Linked DNA regions of Sus scrofa: region 1 is linked to region 2. A link is a contact called in public Hi-C data. All regions are on one chromosome and are shown on one strand. Each heading gives the region's core, a stretch centred on a gene start, on an enhancer-like site or on the middle of the called end of the contact. The rest is flanking DNA. Distances are from core to core; before and after follow the strand shown.

Region 1 (2,894 bases), core at 81-2,580, 660 kb before region 2:
TATTATATACCCATTTTACAGATGAGGCAGGAGGAACACAGAAAGCTCACTTGCCTGAAGGGACACAGCTAATTAGCTGCAGAACTCTGAGTAGCAGCCAAGTCTTTTTGTTTTGTTTTTATTTTGCTTTTTTAGGGCCACACCCACCGCACATGGAAGTTCCCAGGCTAGGGGTCTGATCAGAGCTATAGCGGCCAGCCTACGCCACATCCACAGCAATGCCAGATCTGATCTGCATCTGCGACCTACACCACCGCTCACGACAATGCTGAATCCTTAACCCACTGAGCGAGGCGAGGGATTGAACCCGAAACCTCATGGTTCCTAGTCAGATTCTTTTCCGCTGTGCGACGATGGGAACTCCACACCCAACCAAGTCTTTTGGCTTGACCCTTCCCCACACCACAGGTCTCCATGTCCCCATTGATTGGATGTGAGAGGATAGAGCTGTGGAGGATAACAAAGGGTTCAAATTCTTTCATGCTTTTGGTGTGGCATCTAAAAATTCATCACCAAACCCAAAGTCACATAGTTTTCCTCCTCTGTTTTCCTCAAGAAGTTTTACAGTTTTTCATTACACTTGGGTTTATGATCCACGGTGAGTGGATTTTTGTGACTCTGGGTCTAAGTCCATTCTTTGAAACAGGGCTGTCCAATTGCTCCAGCATCGTTTGTGGGAAAGACTATCCCTTCTTTATGGAATTGCCATTGCTCCTTTGTCAAAGAGCTTAGATCCTCATTGTAAAGTACTTGACCTCTGTTCTCTTTCTTAAAAGAAAGCCAGATCTTTTCAAAGCCCTGCCTTTAATGATTATTTGCTTAGGATATGGACCCTACTGTCTTAGGAAAGAACATGAGGCAATTTGGAGATGAGAGTATGAATGGAGAGAAACCCCCAAGAGTAAATTGGAATAGAATCCACCATCCTGCATTTCGGGGCCCTGGATTAGAGAATGAGAAACCAGGTTCTGGACCTGCCTCCATCATTCATCCTCCTTTGGGCTTCTGTCTTCTTCACTGGAACATGAGGGGAATGATACAAGACATATTCCAGGCTACTGATCTTACAATTCTACTTCTAGGCCCCAGATCCTAGTAGGGGCAATGAAACTTCCATCTGGAAAATGTTTTCCCTTTCAGGCAGGAGGATTATTCTTTCTGAACTGATTCATGGGGAGTCACTGCATTTCTCGCGACTGATCTATCCCACATCAATGTCATTCACCAATTCTAGAGAACGAGGAGCCCACGACACAAGCAGGGACCGACCAGATTGTGCAATCTTTCTGAGTGCCCCCTGCCTGCTGCTGACACCCCAGGCCTATCACATCTGACAACTGTGTAGCCATCCCTCCTTGCCTCACACCTCCATTCCTGGTACTGAGGTGTCTTTGCTTATCCCCACTTAAATCAGGAATGTTTCTTGGCGAGAGAGAATCGGCTGTGCCTCTCTTTCCTTCTCAATCTCTCTGCCCAAGGCTGACCACACTCCCTCATTCTCAAGAACACACAGTTTATCTCTTTTCCGTGTTTAAGGCAGCCAAAGGCTTTAAAAGATAATGACAGTCTCTCATCTGCACTGTTGAGTGGCAAAGAATTTGCTAGATTTCCTGGCACAGAGAGTTACAGGAATGTTCTTCTTGTACTTTGTGGTCTGGAATCCCTGGAGGGTCAAGAAGCTACAGAAAACATAGACATGTGAAAACAATTATACTATAGCATGGGATGCCTTAGCTCTTTAGTAGGGAGTGCCGGGGGAAGAGGCATCATAGGATTCTTGCAGAAGAAGTGACAGTTGGGTCTTAAAGGATGGTGAGAAGTTCAAGAACAGAGTAGACTGGGAGTGGGGGTAACACCATGTGCAAAGGAAGGGAAGCATGAAAGAGCTATTTTGGATGTGGATAGGTCAGCCCTCACCCACAGATGACCAAATTGGCTTAGCTGGTTTGGCTGGCTGGGCAGGTGCCCCCTCCCTTTACCCCCATGTTGCACGATCCATGTGTGTTCTTCCTGAGTCTGCTCTTTTCCTAACACTCAGGAAATCAATCATCCTCTGTCAAGAAAAGAGAGATAAGCAATTTTGCCATCTAGCATCCGCAGGATGAGAACTTCAGTAGAGCTGAAACAGAGACTATGTCTCTGAAGGCAGCCAGAAGCAAAGGAGGAAAAGAATTGGTGGGAAATGAGAGCTGAAGGATCCTTACATTCAGGTCATGGGAGCAGGAGAGAGGACCTGGCTTAGCCCTGAGTTTTTTTTTTTTTTTTTGCATTTTTATGGTGAAGCTCCAAGGAGGAAGCTAAGCGCCCCATGTGACTGTGGGATCTGAAGGATGCAGGTGTATTGGTTGCTATGCTCATCCAGCAATGGCAGTGACTTCCTGGAACCAAACTGGCTGGCACCCTGATCTTGAACTTCCCAGCTTCCTGAACCATGAGAAATCAATATTTGTCTTTTAAGCCACCTGGTCTATGGTACTTTGTTATAGAAGCCCAAGTTGACTGAGACAGTAAGGAATTCAGAGAGAATGACAGGTTTGCAGAAAGCATGAAATGCTGTTTCAGATCCATTACACTTCAGAGGCAGAGAAGACCAGAAGGCATCTAGGTATATTGGTCTGAAGCTAAATCATGATGAAGGGGTAAAGGAGTAATGGAGAGCAATTGGAAGATACTCTGTGGGAGGGGATATTCTTCATTCCATGCAACAAATATTTTGTCAGGCCCTGATGAAGCATTGCCAGACATGCAAAGAAGAATCATGCATAGACTTCTAGCTTAAGGAGCCTACTTCATTTTAATTATGGCCACGGACTTAGGCTCAACATATATGAAAAATGTTTCCAAGAAGTACTGCTGAAGTAAAGTGTAAAATTTATGTCTACAAGTTTAGGTCT
Region 2 (2,910 bases), core at 165-2,664:
ATTTTCATTGAAAAATAGAAATTTTTGCCATTATGATGATCAGATACATAAGGATTTGATTTTCCATCATCTAAAGAGAATTGTTCACATTCACCTTCTACTTAAATTTTAGAGTCAAAAGAAAGTCCACAGTTGTCCATAGGCAATCAGCTATGCCTTGGCACAGGAGGCCCTCAACACCAATTTATTAAATGCATACCTGCCTCAAAACAATCTTTTCCTGGCAGATGCTCTAATTGTGCTCTGTGAGAGAGGCAGCCTGCCATCCCAAGAGGAGGTGGTTCAAACACCAGCGCTCCTCGGAGGCTGACAGACGATGGGCTCCCCCTAGGGGCAGACCAGGCTCCGCAGAGGGAAAGCAGGTGGCAGGTTGCCAGGAAACCAACCCCTTGGAGCTGCTGACAGGCAAACACAGGAGCAGAGGGTTTTCTTTCTGCACAGTATTTGGTTGTGCAGTTTCATCTCTCTCTAGTACAGCAGCTGAGCGCAGATCCTGCTTGAGCACTCTGAAGCCAAGTTCATCTCAGTAAATCCCAATGGAGAAACTTTCCAGTATCACTTTCTCTTTCTTGGGGACCACCTCCCCTGAGTTCCTTACACTCTTCATATTTACTTGTCATTGTTGCCCTTGAAAACACAGGCAAAGCTGGGGGAGTGTTTTAGAAAAATAGATGGCTGAACTCCAGTAGTCAGTGGAGCAATGTGACTTAACAAGGGTACTTTATTCTTATGGCTTCATACCTACAGAGCTCTTTTCCTTCTAAAAGCTCAAAGAACAATTCTGGCCTTGATTTTTGCCTCAGCAAGATGCCATAAGGTTTAAGGAAAAACAACTTCAAAAGAAGGCTCTAAAGAAAATAATTGAGTATTTTTTTGTGATTACTATATTTATGCAGCATTATAAGATATTTAGGTGTAGGTGTTTCTGGGCCAAATCTTTTATTATTCAGATTATCCTTTGAATAGTCTTCAGGTGCTTTAGAAAAAATTTACAATTATTTTCTTTATCTCCTCAGGGCTATGCTCCAGTGCTTCTTGGTTATTTAAAATTGCAGCTCACTCCCTATCAGCACACCCTCTGCCCCTACCCTGCTTGATTTTTCCATTGAGTTTCAGTAAGGTAAGTAGAACCACTCTGAGTAGTATGGAATATGGGTGTATTATAGGAATAAGGCCTTACACAATTAGGAGAGAAGCTGGGAAGCAAGGGTCAGTAAAAGGAACTGGCAGAGAAGAGAAAAGACCTAACCCAGCCCTTGTGAAGAACTGCGGCAGATGGACAAGACAGAGCTTGCAAGAGAATGAGGGAAATAAAACACATCCAGCTGGCGCAGAGCTGTGTAGGAGAACCGATGGAGAAGTCAAGAGAAGGCTCTTGGCTCTGTTTTGTTGGCCAGTCTGCAGTTGCTGTAGGTCAGCAGAGCAGACAGTCAGCAAGAAGAGCTGGACACAGAGCAAGGGGCGAAAAGAGCAAGGCAGAATCCCCTGGCTCCTCCGTGTCTGACTCTTCTGGCATCTAACCATGATGATCTTCAGATAGTATGGCTACTTCTTTACTTCCAGTTTCCCAACTTTGTACAAATTCCATTTTTGGCTAACTTTAACTGGGAACCATACAAGGAAAGGAATTAGGAGAAACATGGTTCCAGCTTAGCCAATTGGACACAGTACAAAACTATCACAGTCTTTAACCTCCTCTTACATACCACATACTTTAATCACATATCCCTTTAATCTGTATGTGCAAATGCACACATACACATGCACACTTACACACACTCCTAAACTCTGTGAATGTAGGAGTTTTTAATCTCTTTTTTAATACCTCAGTGCCTAGAATATAACAAATATTCGATGAATAATTGTTAACTGAATATATGATCAGTTGTACCTGTGAGCAAAGCCTGAATCAGGATCGTTAATTCATGGTTGACCAAATCCAGGTACAGGAAGTGAATAAGTGGTCAGTTCCAAAAAACTAAGCAAGTCACTGAGTCATCACTGGAATCTTCAGAGTCTGCCAACGCATAAGGCATTGTCCAGATAGCATGCAACTCTCCTATAAGAAGACTCTACTACAAGCTGTGGCCTTATTTCTGTCTTCAAATTCAGGGAAGCGTACAGGTAGTTCAGGGTATGACAGACAGAAGAGCTAATGTCAGTAGAACTAGTTTGTCAGCCTCACCCTTGGGAAACCAAAACTTCAGCTGTAGAGATGCATATTTTTAGCGTATTAGGTGTCCAGACCTGGAGAGTTCATTAAATGCCTTTTAAAAGTCTTTTGATTCCTATAGTCTAAATGGGACATGCTTCCTCATCTTATACATTTCCATAGCCAGATTTTTGTTCATAGTTGGCTGATCCTTAAAAGACATGAACCCTATCCCAAAATACGTCTACCATTAGACTGTCTGGTGGCCTTATATTTAGAATTGGAAATCCCTTAGGATTCTGCAGGTATGTCTGTTTTCAAGAGTCTCTTTACCCATGGAAAGGATCATTCATTGAAACATATCATTTAATCACTTAGGATTAAGAAATATAGCTAATTAAAACACCTAAAAGAATCACAAATTAGGGCACATACCCTGATATTGAAGGAAACAGGGCAGAATAGTGAAATGTAAACTCAAATTATTGTTCAGGAACTCAGAGATGACAAGTCAGACACACAACAATATGGATACAAAAACCCATCCTGGAGCCTTTTAGTTGGTACTGATGCTTAATTCACTACAGCCCCTGTGTAACCTGTGAGTCAATTGGGAAGGTTTTTGTTGCAAGTAAAAGTTAACAACACAACATGGCTAAAACAACCTAGGAGAGTTATTAGCTCACATAATTGAAAAGCTCAGTCTTAAGCCATGGATTGACCAGAGCTCCAAATGCATTTCTTTTCTGTTTCCTTCT

What was found. A called contact is a pair of places that touch in the nucleus more often than the background predicts.
Region 1: a Hi-C map of omental adipose tissue shows a contact between it and region 2, with 2.3 times the contacts expected there. The contact joins two enhancer-like sites. A contact is called at or near these places in 9 of 47 Hi-C or Micro-C datasets (alveolar macrophages, brain, embryonic fibroblasts and 5 more) and 1 of 2 datasets of contacts at active chromatin or transcription factors (skeletal muscle).

The regions. Positions count from the first base shown.
Region 1 is chr7:15,288,382-15,291,275 of Sscrofa11.1, reverse strand. No RefSeq gene overlaps it. Among named protein-coding and RNA genes, the nearest start is that of ID4, 7.9 kb to the right of the region's middle. Within about 2 kb of position 1,330, at least 3 of the 83 cell types and tissues checked have an H3K27ac peak or open chromatin away from gene starts, as enhancers often do. A contact at or near this core is called in omental adipose tissue, where this site is marked.
Region 2 is chr7:14,625,180-14,628,089 of Sscrofa11.1, reverse strand. No RefSeq gene overlaps it. Among named protein-coding and RNA genes, the nearest start is that of ID4, 660 kb to the left of the region's middle. Within about 2 kb of position 1,414, at least 16 of the 83 cell types and tissues checked have an H3K27ac peak or open chromatin away from gene starts, as enhancers often do. A contact at or near this core is called in omental adipose tissue, where this site is marked.